Linked DNA regions of Nomascus leucogenys: region 1 is linked to region 2. The links are chromatin contacts, called in public Hi-C maps. All regions are on one chromosome and are shown on one strand. Each heading gives the region's core, a stretch centred on a gene start, on an enhancer-like site or on the middle of the called end of the contact. The rest is flanking DNA. Distances are from core to core; before and after follow the strand shown. Region 1 overlaps PPARGC1B (peroxisome proliferator-activated receptor gamma coactivator 1-beta). Region 2 overlaps SLC26A2 (sulfate transporter).

The links. Hi-C and Micro-C count contacts between places; a contact is called where the count stands out from the background.
Region 1: a Hi-C map of a lymphoblastoid cell line shows a contact between it and region 2, with 5 times the contacts expected there. The contact joins two enhancer-like sites. A contact is called at or near these places in 3 of 4 Hi-C or Micro-C datasets (a lymphoblastoid cell line and an unstated tissue).

Annotation. Positions count from the first base shown.
Region 1 is chr2:28,854,517-28,861,706 of Asia_NLE_v1, forward strand. It overlaps PPARGC1B (peroxisome proliferator-activated receptor gamma coactivator 1-beta), which reads right to left. Exons shown (of 12, transcript XM_030826725.1): 4 at 4,710-4,826; 5 at 1,812-2,934; 6 at 882-918; 7 at 227-291. Among named protein-coding and RNA genes, the nearest start is that of PPARGC1B, 100 kb to the right of the region's middle. Within about 2 kb of position 4,170, the one cell type or tissue checked has an H3K27ac peak away from gene starts, as active enhancers do. A contact at or near this core is called in a lymphoblastoid cell line, where this site is marked.
Region 2 is chr2:28,702,760-28,709,352 of Asia_NLE_v1, forward strand. SLC26A2 (sulfate transporter) reads right to left here. Exons shown (of 3, transcript XM_003266632.3): 2 at 2,165-2,888; 3 at 1-222. The coding sequence starts at 2,863. Among named protein-coding and RNA genes, the nearest start is that of SLC26A2, 18 kb to the right of the region's middle. Within about 2 kb of position 4,897, the one cell type or tissue checked has an H3K27ac peak away from gene starts, as active enhancers do. A contact at or near this core is called in a lymphoblastoid cell line, where this site is marked.

The DNA of each region.
Region 1 (7,190 bases), core at 2,920-5,419, 150 kb after region 2:
AGTAATGCTGGTTCATTCCCAGTGAGTCTTCTTTATGGTACCTATTGCAATTTGTAATGATCTTCCTTTTCTGTTTGCTTTTTGACTGCCTATAACATAAGCCTCGTGAAGGCAGGCATCTTGTGCATCATTCATTATGTGGCACCTTGCCCATGCATGATGAAAAACTCAGAGATGCACGGGTGTTTTCCTGAAGGCACCTGCCAGTGGAAGCCCCCTGGCTCACCTGCTGTGCCACAGAGCTCCACTGTCAAGGTCTGCTCAAAGCTCTTCTTGCCAAAAGTTGGGTCGCTGGTGGAGGCAGGGAGGACAGAAAGGAAAGAAGCAAGTCAGCAGTAGGCATCCACCTCCCCGCCCATGAAAGGGTCACAGGGAGTGCTGTGACAGGCCCTGGTTCCACTGCCCATGGAAATGGAGCCTGAGATGCATTCGCTCTGGGGGAAACCCCATCCCGGCTGTTAGAGGAATTCAAGCTGCACAGCTCTTTTAGGAGACACAGGCAAGGTTCACTGGGGGGTAAATAGAGGACGAGTGTTGTCAGCCTCCTTATTTTATAGAGGGAACAACTGAGGCCCAGAAGGAGGAAGGGACTTGCTGAAAGCCACAGGGCACTGTCAGAAACGAACTCTTTTCAGGGCCCCCAAGAGGACAGGTTATGAAATGGCCTGAGGCCTTTCCTCTGGCCTGCAAAAGTTAGTTTCTAAAAACCAACTCCCTTCTAAAGGAGCCCAGCTCCTGAGGGTCCCAGATGACAATCAGGGCACAGGGTGTGGGACCAGGGCCAGGCATGGGGGCTGATGAACCCCCCATCACCACCAACACACACATCCAACAAGACAAAATCTCATGGAATAATACACCAATAATTTCTAAAAATCTACCTTTGTGACAAGGCCAGCATGAGGCACCTGGGAGAGTCTGAAAAGAAGACAAAGAAAAATAAGATTCCCCAACATGGTATCACTAGCAGATGTTTCCCCTCTGAAGGAGACCCCAGGCCTCCACTGGTGCCAAGCACAGCTGCCCTTTGGGCAGGTGACCAAACACCTCTGCCACTTTTAGAGAAGGGCACAACAACTCAAATCCACCTTCCATCCCAGTCTCAGCTGGGAGAGCTACTTGATTTTGCAGAAAGTACAAACAGGTGCAAGGGTGACCCCTTCTGGCTAAACGTGTAGCACAGTGAGGAAGACCTTGACTCCAAGTCCCACTGCTGTGAGCTCTGGACAGACAGCCCTGCATAGGGCCCATCATTAAGTAGCTCCGTGCCTGAGTTTCTGTATCATAAAATAGAGACAATGACAGTCCCTACCAGAGAGGCTTCTTGTGAGGACTCAATAGGGACAATCTGTTATCTAAGACCAGTGCCAGCACGGTAAGTACACAGTGGCTAACTGTTGTTATCATTACTGCCATTAGCAGCATTTAAAACTCTAGCTGCATTGTGGAGCTGAATTTAATAGCCTTATGCTTCTGTCACATCATCCCCAGTGAGTCTTCTTTACAGTACCTATTGCAATTTGTAATTATCCTCCTTTTCTGTTTACTTTTTGACTGCCTGCTTAATTCATTAAGTGGCACCTTGCCCGTGCAAGATGAAAAACTCAGAGATGCATGGGTGTTCTTCTGAAGATCTGCTCCAACTAGCCCAAAGAAAAGCTGAAAGCCAGGGAGGGGAAGGGACTTGTCCAAACCCACATAACACTTTGTTGGGGATGGGGACTTGAACACAGGGCTCCTGGCTCCCAGAGCAGTGGGGCATGCTGCACCCCATCCCTGCCCCCTCTTCGCAGACCACCAACTCTGACTACCTCTGGGAGGGAGCTGCGGGCAGCTGGGGTCCTCATCCATGTCCCCACACCCACTCTCACAGGGGCTCTCCAAGGCAGGGATCTGGGGTCCCCGTAGGAGCTGCTGTTCTTGGCCACTGTCCTCGTCCGTGGGGCTGCCCAGCTCCCGCTCTATGTCGTAGGCCTTGGGAGCCAGGCACAGTGAGGGCAGAGCACCTTGGGGCTCCGAGGGGACCAGCGGCTCATCTGCAAATGTCAGCCAGGGGCCCAGCTCAGGGTTCAGTCTCCGAGAACGCCGCACGGGGCACACAGAGCTCTCCAGCTTCCTCCCCAGCTTCGTCCATGGCAGGCCTCGGCCTGGCCTTTTCCTGCCCCACTCCTCCTCCTCCTCTTTTTCTTCTTCCTCTTCCTCCTCCTCTTCTTCCTCGTCTTCCTCCTCCTGCTGCTGCAGTCTGGCAGGCCGGCGGACCTCCCCTTTCACCTCCAGCCGCAGTGGGCGCAGGCTTGGTCTGGGCCCGGTGCTCTTGGGTGAAGCTGCGATCCTCACCTCCTCCACCGAGGATGGGCGACCAGGGGAGGCCTGACTGTCTTTGGGGGGCCTGGGCCTTGACCGAGGTGTGAGGGAGGCATAGACAGGAGTGGCCAGACGGTAGGGTTTGCTGACGTCACAGAGCACGTCTTGAGCCAGAAGTTCCCTCAGAATGGAGAACTCAGCCCAGGAGGCTTTGGAGGGGTGCCGGGACCAGGGCCGGGATCTGACCTGCTGGGAGGGGTTGCTGCAGGCCTTGGGGAGTGGCTCAGGGGCCTGTGGGGGCAGCTTCCTCTGGGGGAGGCAGTAGGTGTGCATGTAGCGAATGAGTTGCACCATCGCCTGCATGTCTTCCTGGGAAACTGGGGCACCGAGGTCTGCCCTGCCCAGAGCTAGGGAGTCCCGGGGAGAGGCTGGAGCTGGCTGGGGGCTCGGGCAGTCCTCACCCGGCTCCTTGTCCTCCTTGGCAGGGAGCCGGGGACTCTGGAGGCATGGTGGCTGCAGACCCCTATCCTGCAGGCAGCACTGTGCTGAGGTGAGGTGCTTATGCAGTTCTGTACAACTTCGGCTCTGAGACTGCGTCATGGGAGCCTTCTTGTCTTGGGTGCTGTCCACCTAGAGAGGGAGAGAGGCCAGAGTGAGGAAGGAGGCCCAAACACTCCTCCCATGTGTCTCATCCACATGGCCACTCGCTGGCCCATTGTGTCTCACCTGGATCATAGGAACAGCCAGGTTTCCTTCATTCCATCCCCAGCTTCCCACGCAGAGCCGAGCACCTGGCTGTGCTCAGTGCATGAGGAATGAAGGAATGACCAGCCTCCTAACAGCTCTCCCAGCCATGGAATTTCGCCCCTGCAGACCCTTCCAGATTCACTGACAAAGCCCCACTCTGACCATTCCATCCCCCTGCTCCATACCGTTCAGCCAAGAGCCGGGCAGTAGGTTCATGGTAGCCTGGGGCTGGGTGTAGGAAGGACTTGCTACAAATGAGCACTGGGGGATTCATCGATCTCGGCCCACTGCAACCTCTGCTTCCCAGGTTCAAGTGATTCTCCTGCCTCAGCCTCCCGAGTAGTTGGGATTACAGGCATGCATCACCACACCCGGCTAATTTTTTGTATTTTTTAGTAGAGACAAGGTTTCACCATGTTGGCCAGGCTGGTCTTGAACTCCTGAGCTCAAGTGATCCTCCCGCCTCAGCCTCCCAAAGTGCTGGGATTACAGGCGTGAGCCACCGCGACCGGCCTGAATGATGGATATGTTCTAAAACTGGATAATGGTCACAATTGCATGGCTATAAGTTTACTAAAAGTCATAGAATTGTACTTTTACAATAGGTGGCTTTTATGTATATAAATTGCACTTCAATAAAGTTTAAAAAAACAAAAAATTCAGTAGCTCCTAGTGCCCACAGGATAAAGGGGAGGCTCCATGGCTGGGTGTCTGAGGTCCTCTGCACTCGCACCAGCCAACCTCTCCAGTCTTATTTGCCCCACTTGTCCACACTGGGGCTTTCCCCCAAAGTGTGACTCATCGTTGTGCTGGGACTTTCTAGCAATGGCTGTCAGATGCATCTCACCTCTCTGGGGAGCTTCCTAGGCTCCCAGAGGGCAAACAGCTGGCTCACAATGGGGCGTGGCTGCTGCCCCTTCAACAGAATGAGGCACGAGAGGGTGGACCTTTGTTTCAGGAGGGTCAGCCAGGACAAATAGGGAGGGAGCATAGGGACTCATTCCCCAGAGAAGCCCCAGCAAGGGAGAGGCTCCTACACTGAGCTGCTGTCTGAGAGGACTCGATTCTGCCTCTGAGGATGTAGGATTGTACGCAACAGCTCCCAGAAGGAGGGTCCAGGACCAGGAAGAGGAGGGGTTGTGTGTAGCCTTTGAAGACAGAACCCCTTGAAAAACACTTGTTACACCTCTCCTTGTTAGGCTTGAAAGATGGGGCTCAAGGAGGAAAAGGGATGTTCTTTGACCCTGGATGTCTATGACAGAACTTTAAACTCTCCAGTGGGCTCCCTGAGGGGGAAAAAAAATCCAAACTATTTACTGTGGCCTCCACAACCAGCGCAATCTTGCGTTTTGGTCTGTCACACTGTTGGAATACAGTCCTCTGAAGCCTGGCCACACTTTCCTCATCCTTGCTCTAACCTGCATTAACATCTACCAGTGTCTGGAACACTGAAGTGTGAGAAAGTCCAGGGCTCCTTCTAGAAAACCCTAAACTAGGCTGGATCTCCAGAAGCAGTGCCCAGGACACCAGCTACAAAGGCTGTGGGAGGAGCGGGAAGAGATATTGGAAGTTGACTGAACTCGCTATCCTCCACCAGAGCTGAAGGCTGCAGCCCCAACAGACACCTGTGGCAGATTTGGGGGCATGTGAAGAAATACCTTGACACAAGGCCGTTGACTTTTAGATCTGAGGCCTGCCTGGCGCCAGGCGGTCCCTTCCTTCTGGGTGTCAGAGCTTGATGTTGGGTAGGATGTGGCCAAGAGGAGCTTCTGCAGCTGAGGGAAAAGCAGAGAGGACAGGAGCCGGGGCTCAGCCACAGCCAGAGGACATGGACTGCATGGCCAGCCCCTCAGGACTGACCTTGGGCATCACAGGACCACAGGGAGAACACAGGGTGGGCATTCCATGACCTGGGATGATGATGCCAAGATACTAGGTGCAGATGGCAGATTGTCTAACAATCCTGAACACACATAAGTATCCTAATAACATACAAATCCTTTTCAGAGTTAATAACCCCAGGGAATAGCTATGACTTTGAAAAAACTCAAGCAAGTCTTGGGTAATGTCTGTCTATTCTACTGTTAAAATATTATGATACAGTTTTATTGGGACATTCTGAGTGCACACACACACACACACATACACACACACAATCTGGAAGGTTAGGTACCAAAATGATTCTCTGGTGTGGGATTCTAGCTGATTTCCCTTTTGTTCTTCTTGTTTATTCATATTACCTCTAAAAATTAATTTCTTAAATTAAGCAAGGTAATACTTGTAAATGGTTAAAAAAAAAAAAAAAGACACATCACAAATACTAAAGGGCAGACAATTAAAAGCAAGTCTCTCTCTTGCCCAAAGTTCCTTTCTCCCTCCTACAGGCAACTCCACTAACTACTTTCCGGTGAACCTATCATGAGGCGGGCTTTCATTATACAACAATATGTATGTAGTCATTACCTCCAACCCACCCTGTTGTTTTGTTTTGTTTTTTTTGAGACGCAGTCTCTGTCACCCAGGCTGGAGTGCAGTGGCAGGATCTCGGCTCACTGCAACCTCCACCCCCCGGGTTCAAGTGATTCTCCTGCCTCAGCCTCCCAAGTAGCTGGGATTACAGGCATCTGCCACCATACCCAGCTAATTTTTGTATTTTCATAGAGATGGGGTTTTACCACGTTGGCCAGGCTGGTCTCAAACTCCTGACCTTAAGCGATGTGCCCGCCTCGGCCTCCCAAAGTGCTTAGATTACAGGCGTGAGCCACTGTGCCTGGCCCTACCCTGTTGTTTTTACACAAGTGGAAGACTACACTTAAGCTTGTTTGGCTTTTTTTTCTTTTCTATAAAAATTGTAAAAGCTCTTCTGCTTCTGCACCCTGAGGGCAGGTACAGAGTGTACCTGAGCTGAGAGAACAGGCAGTTGAATACATCTGGATTTTCCGCCGGAGATCCTAGCCAAGCTTGAGAACAAACTGAGAACGATCATGAGATTTTAGTACAGCAAGGAGAGTTTCCCTGGGAAACGTGCCACCCCAAGTCACTCCAACAAGGAATGCCAAAGGCCCACGAGCCAGAGAAAAGGCTCCACACTCTTGAGGAGCCACAGGATCCTGGCTACCCCACCTACACCCCAAACCAGCACCCACATATTTGTGACTTTTTCAATGGGAAAGGATCCTAGGACTGGGGGAAAGAGACCTCATTCTAGCCTGGCTCGGGCCCGGTGCACTGTGAGAGCCTTGATTCCTCCATTGGTAATATGAGCAGGGGCAGGGAGACTACATGGCTGGATTAAAACCTCTTTTTTTGATTCTAAGAATATGACAGAAGTTGCTAACCTCAGAAAATCACACAGACACACAGAGGTCCACAGGTCCTTACAAGTCCATCGCTGGACTCTCTGGGATCCATGGCCCAACCTGAGGTCCAGATGACTTCTCAGGGCCTTTTTGTTTGTTTGCTTTTTGTCTTTTAAAGAGATGAGGTCTTGCTCTGTCACCCAGGCTTGAATGCGGTATCATGATCCTAGCTCACTGAGGCCTCACACTCCTGGGTTTAGGCAATCCTCCTACCGCAGCCTCCAGAGTAGCTGGGACTACAGGCATGTGCCACCATATCGGGCTAATTAAAAAAAAAAAATCATAGAGATGGATCTTCCTATGTTGCCCAGGCTGGTCTCAAACTCCTGGCTTTAAGGGATCCTCCCACTCAGCCTCCCAAAGTGTTGAGATTACAGGTATGAGCCACTGTGCCCGGCCCCTCAGGGCCCTTCCAGGTCTCTATCGGTATGCAGGGAGTCTAGACAGCAAGTCTGTTTCCTGTGTGCCTTGCACAATGGCTGAAACAGAGGCACTCAATAAGCATGTAGGGAATGAAGGTAATCTAAGGCATGGGAGGGAAACAACCTTTGACCAGCAGGGGTCGCGCTTTGCCTCTTTAAGGTTTGGTTCCTCTCCAAACGCCCCGTGCAGAAATGGCACTAGAATGCTTGTTACCACTAATGGTTGTACCAGAAGTATTAGTTCACATTTACTGAGCAACTCTGTGTGCCAGGCACTGTTCTAAGTGCTTTATGTGTATTATCTGCTGTAATCCTCCTAATAGCCTTTGACATAGGCACTATTATTAACCCCACTTGA
Region 2 (6,593 bases), core at 3,647-6,146:
GGTGATAAGATCACAGAGATTGGTCTTATGGATGTTTCTGAAGACATGTATCCAGGTAGTGATGAGTGAGCCCACACCATTACTCCGAGGAAGGTTGAGCCCAAGGAGATACTTGGCCTGAGATGTAAGAATAGTGATGGAGGCACCAGTGACAAAGCCACTCAGCAAGGCATCTGAGAGGTAGACAGAAACAAAACCCACTTGAAAGACGCCCATCGCTACCTGGAAGGAAGGATATAGAAGTGTTAAATATCAATAGAAAAGAACGCTAAATTTAATATTATCCTGACATTTCTTGCATGGAGACATATCATCAGAGCATCACAGAATGTCAGAGCTAGAATAAACACAATCATATATCAATCTTCTCATTTTACAGACAGGAAAATTATGTTTAAAGGGCTAAGCAACTTGCCCAAGGTCACACTGTTACTTATTAGCCCAGGTGAGAAAGGAACTTTGGATTTCTTTCTTTTCATACAATGTTTCTTAAACTTGAATAAGGTTCAGACCTCTTTTTTTTTTTTCATTCTTCCCATCACAAAGAACAGACCTCTTTTAAAAGAAAAACATTCTCAAGGATCCACAAGAAAACTTCAAATTGGAAAAAATTCTTCTAGTTAAGAAACCATGTATTTTCCTTAAATTACAAATCACTACTGTAAAAGTGAAGTCTTACTGCTTCTCAGCCTCTTGGCTAAAAGCAAGTGTACAAGTGAAGTTTTAATTGGCAAAACAAAAAATTAGATTTACATCAAAATAGAATCACACTTTAAAAATTATTGTAGACTTATCTTTAACCTCATACTAAGAAACCATTCTCATGCAGTATATATGTACTTATGCCACACTGTCTCCCATATTAATAAAAATTCTGCATTTTTACTTCTTTATATTTTCCTCTAATAAGTTTTCAGAATTGTTATGCCTTCTTCCTTCTTGGTGAGACATACGAACAAAAAGGCAGAAGTTGGCTGGGCGTGACGGCTCATGCCTGTAATCCCAGCATTTGGGGAAGCAATGTTGGGAGGATCACTTGAGCCCAGGAGTTTGGTCATAGAGAGACCCTGTCTCTTTATAAATAAATGAATAAATAATAAATAAGTAAATAGACTTATTATTTATCATTATATATAAGTAGACAGCTCATCTTCACACCATCTTCACTCTCCCTCCCCACTCATCTGAACACCAACTAAAGTGAGCTACTCTTCCCCTTCCCTTGTTGGTTTGAAATGCCTCTATTAGAGAAGGTTTAATCCTGGCACTGACTCCTGGATGCCAAAAGCCAGGGGCATGATGATAATGACAGATTAGTGGATTCTATGGGAGACTCAAGAATTTGATTTCTTATCCTTTCTCCTGGCTGATAATATGAAACTGTGGTCCCCAACTTTTTCCCTCCATCCTCAACAATCCAAGACAACCACTACCTTTAGTAAGAGTCGCTCAATAGATCAGCAATTTTAATGGAAGGTAAGAGACATTTAGAATTTGAGGCTGGGTGTGGTGGCTCATGCCTATAATCCCAGCACTTTGGGAGGCCAAGACGGAAGGATTGCTTGAGCTCAGGAGTTTGAAACCAGCCTGGGCAATGTGGCAAAACCCTGTCTCTACAAAAAATAAAAATAAAAAAAAATAAAATAAATAAAAATCAGCCAGGCGTGGTAGCATGTGCCTGTGGTCCTAGCTACTCAGGAGGTTGAGGTAGGAGGACTGCTTGAGCCAGGGAGGCAGATGTTGCAGTGAACTAAGATAGTGCCACTGCACTCCAGCGTGACAGAGTGAGACCCTGTCTCCAGAAAAAAAAAAAAAAAAAAAGTGAGAAACTCCTGCACTCCCAATCCCCATTCTGTTACCCACTTGCCTAACTGCTAATGCTGACTCTGCCAATAACCAGCCACAAATAATCTCAAGCAAAGCCAAGATTTTCTGACATGTAAAATTAAAGAGTTGTACTGGGTGGTGGAGGTCCAGTGAACCAGCCTTATATTACCTGTGGAGTCAGGTTAGGGTTTGAATTTTGCCTCTACCCTTCATATATCCTGAACTCTCAATAAACGATACCTTTAATTATTGTGATTCCTCAGATCCCTTACAGATATGAGATTTCACGTACTAGATAACTTTTCTAGAAATAACCAATTGTTTCATTGCTCCTTACCTGATAAACTCCAGCTATAAAGGTTACACTGCTGCCAACCATAATTGCATAGCAACTTTTGTCACATATCCTGTCTGATGTGTGATTTAATAATGTGCTCCCATTTGAAACCATTCCTAAGGAAGAAGCACGATGGGCATTGTCATAGCCAGCTTTCTGTAGTTCTCGGTCAACTGTCTCACCAATCATAAGGCACAGTACTCCAAAAATGCCCACAGAGATGTGACGGGAAGTACCCAAGAGAAAATAAATGATGCTGGCAAAAAAAGATGTGTACAGACCATAGACAGGTTCTTGGCCAGCCAGCAGGGAATAAGCAATGGACTGGGGCACCAATAATATGCCCACGATCAAGCCCGACATCACATCCCCTAAAATGTTTTTTTTTAGGTTGTATTTTGGGAGCCACTGCAAAACAGGAAGGAAACCTAAAATCATATTTTTGGCTTTGGCTGGACTGCACTGGCAATTCTTCTGCAGCTTTTTAATAACAAACTCCTTGAAGTTTGTATCTGATTTCTCTTGACGCTCAATAAGGACCCTATGATAAGGTCTGCATTGGTCATTGGTCTCAAATTGCTTGAAGTCAGTACTTGATTCCCTTTGAAGTTCCAGATGGATCCCAGATGGATAACTGTCATTTCCTTCAGCTGAGTCTCTGGGTGAACGGTCATGTTGCTCTTTACTTTCCGAAGACATTTCTGGAGATAGATGGTTCAGCTTCCTACACCAGAGAAAATACCAGTGTTCATCAATAAAGTAATTCTCAGTGCTCACATATACTAACAATTCTACTTGTCATTTCATGAGAATTAAGAGGAATTCAGTTTTAGAATAGGTATCTTATGTCCCTTTTCCTTAATTGAGCCTCATTTGTCTTGGTTAGGGGGAAAAAAAAGACCAGAACCAGACCTTAAACAGCCAAGTCAAAGCAAATAACTGGCTGGGTACAGGACTTCCCAAGAGTATAAACCATTAAGGATTCTTCTCCATATATGCCTGGCTCCCCCTGGCAGTTTTTCCTCCAGAAAAAATGTAAGGGCAGCCTGTCTCCTTTCCATACATATGCTACCAGTGGTCTTCTTCCCAGGTTTTTCACCTCCCAGGCAGACTGCAAAATAGGATCTGGTCTTAACCCCTACCTTAACCTTAACTCCTACCTACCAGTCCTGAAACAAGGAAGATGATCCTTTTTTATTTTTTGGTCCCTTTTTAAACAACCTGCTAAATGTTGAAAATAAATAGAAGAAGAAGTAGGTTGCAGGGTAAAGATAAATGTTTTTGGCAATAAAAGGAAGCTAGGGCAGAATGCATTTGCGTCTTTGAACAGTACTCCCTTGCTTGGTAGGAAAGAGGAGAGAGAAGTCGATATGAGGGTGCTGAATGTAAAGGGCATGAAGAGGGTCGATGGGCCAAGTGTCTCATACATGCTGTAGAAGGTTTTGGTCTATTGCACTATGTTCTAGTATGGAGTCATCTGCCCTGTGGGCAGGGCCCACATTCACGCAAGATTCACTTTACTATTCTAAGTACACACTCTGAAACACAGGTTGAATAGAGAAATAATGTTGCCCTGCACTTCCACTTGGAGGCAATACAGGTGATCCTCCATCTCTGTGTCCTGGACTATAAAACTAATGCCATAAGATCTACCACTAGGAACTATAGGAAAACAAAGAAAGTAAAAATAGCCAGAAAAAGAGAAAGGACAACAAAAAATAATAAGTCTAATAACCGGAGTAAGAGAAGAAAATGAACCTCAAAGGTTCTCAAAAGGCTCTCAAAGGAATAGAGCATAAATTGTTTACCAAATACTTCATGAATTAGTGCCTTTACATAAGCTGTTTACTTAGCTTAGAATGGCCATCCACCTTTTTGCCTGTCAAGATCCTAATAATTTTTTAAAACCCAGTTACAATGCTACCTTTTCCCGAAAGCACTAACCAATCTCCCCTAGCCCAAATGAAATACTACATCCTCTGTGTCCCATAGCATGTTGCACCTCCATTATAGTACTAACCATACTCTTGTATTAGTGAAGTAGGAATCTCTCTAGCTCCTGGAGGAAAGATATCTTGTTCATCAGTGTAATCTGAATGTAATGTAGTAACGCTGAGATAGCAGGCTTACAAAACATTTGAATGAATGAATGAACAAATGAACAAACATTTGTGACTGTGGCCAGATGGAGACAATTTTTTTTTTTTTTTTTTTTGAGACAGAGTTTCACTCTGTTGCCCAGGCTGGAGTGCAGTGGTGCGATCTCAGCTCACTGCAACCTCCGCCTCCTGGGTTCAAGCAATTCTCTTATCTCAGCCTCCTGAGCAGGTGGGATTACAAGTGCATGCCACCATACCCGGCTAATTTTCACATTTTTAGTAGAGACAGGATTTCACCATATTGGTCAGGCTGGTCTCGAACTCCTAACCTCAGGTGATCCACCCGCCTCAGCCTCCCAAAGTGCTGGGATTACAGGCATGAGCCACCGTACCCAGCCAAGACAATATATTTTAGATGAAGGACTCAGGAAGTTTCTTGTTTTGGAACTGACAGAAAAATGAGCCCTTGTGAGGTTCTATAAACCTAATGTTACCAAACTGCCAAAATCCAGGACCTATGACTTATTCAAGAACACAAGATATATAAAAGTAACCCATATTCATTTTGTTTAGGTTTAACAAGAGAAAATATTTTAATGGGCTTCTGAAGTAGATAAGCAAATAAAGAATAGACTTAGATGACCACTGACCCTGAGAAAATCAATCAGGTTGATGGATACACCCAGCAGCAATTTGCTCTACAATGCAAACAGTCTGTGACTCTCCTGTCATTTCCTGCTTTCTAGAGCTAGCTTGATTGCACCAACATCCTATTTTGGAGAGCTCTTGGTGATTTCTGGGTCAAAGGGTTTTTCCAAACCTAAGATATGCAAAAGAGACATAAGAAAAAACTAATGGAATCCAAATCTTGCCCTGTATGGCTGCTATCTGGGAAGAATATAGATAAAAATTAATACTAGAAAGTAAAACAAAGAAATGGAAACTGTAAGAAAAAATCAAATAAGGAATGCTAAAAGTGAAAAACACAGTAACAGAGATGATGAATGCCTTCGATAGGATCATTAGTAGACCTGAAAGCCAAAGAAAGAATCAATGAACTCAAAGACAGGTAAACAGAAATTACCTAAACTAAAACACAGAAACAGTTTAAATAACAAAACAAAACAAAAAACCCCCAATATCAACAATGTAACATAACATCCAAGAGCTGTGGGACACATCAAAGTATCAAACATATGCATAATTAGAATACCAAAAGAAGAGAGAGAATGGGCAGAAGAAATATTTCAAGATATAATGGCCAAGAAATTTCCAAAATTAATAAGAGACATCAAAATATAGATCCAAGTAACCTAAGGCCAGGAGTTCGAGACCAGCATGACCAACATGGTGAGACTCGGTCTCTACTAAAAATACAAAATTAGTCGGGCATGGTGGCACACGCCTGTAATCCCAGCTACTTGGGAGGCCGAGGCAGGAGAATAGCTGGAACCCAGGAACTGGAGGCTGTAGTGAGCCGAGATCACGCCACTGCACTCCTGTCTGGACAGCAAGATGAAAACTCCGCAAAAAAAAAAAAAAAAAAAAAAAAAGGCCTGGCACAGTGGCTCACACCTCTAATCCCAACACTTCTGGAGGCCAAGGCAGGCAGATCACAAGGTCAAGAGATCAAGACCATCCTGGCCAACATGGTGAAACCCTGTCTCTTCTAAAAAAATACAAAAATTAGCTGGGCATGGTGGTGCGCACCTGTAGTCCCAGCTACTCGGGAGGCTGAGGCAGGAGAATTGCTTGAACCCGGGAGGCGGAGGTTGCAGTGAGCCAAGATCATGCCACTGCACTCCAGCATGGTGACAAAGCAAAACTCTGTCTCAAAAAAAAAAATACATATATATAATATATAATCTATCTCCAAGAATCTCAGAGTATTCCAAGAGTAAATATAAAAACAAAAAGAAAACAAAAACCCTCACCTACACATATGACATTCAAGCTGCTGAAAACAAAAGATAAAATCCTGAAGACAAAGAAAAAACACGTATTACTTATACAGAAACAAAAATAAGAATTATAGCAGACTTCGGCCGGGCGTGGTGGCTCACACTTGTAATCCCAGCACTTTGGGAGGCCGAGGCGGGCGGATCATGAGGTCAGGAGATTGAGACCACGGTGAAACCCCGTCTCTACTAAAAATACAAAAAAATTAGCTGGGTGTGGTGGCGGGCGCCTGTAGTCCCAGCTACTCGGAGAGGCTGAGGCAGGAGAATGGCATGAACCTGGGAGGCGGAGCTTGCAGTGAGCCGAGATTGCGCCACTGCACTCCAGCCTGGGCGACAAGAGCGAGACTCCGTCTCCAAAAAAAAAAAAAG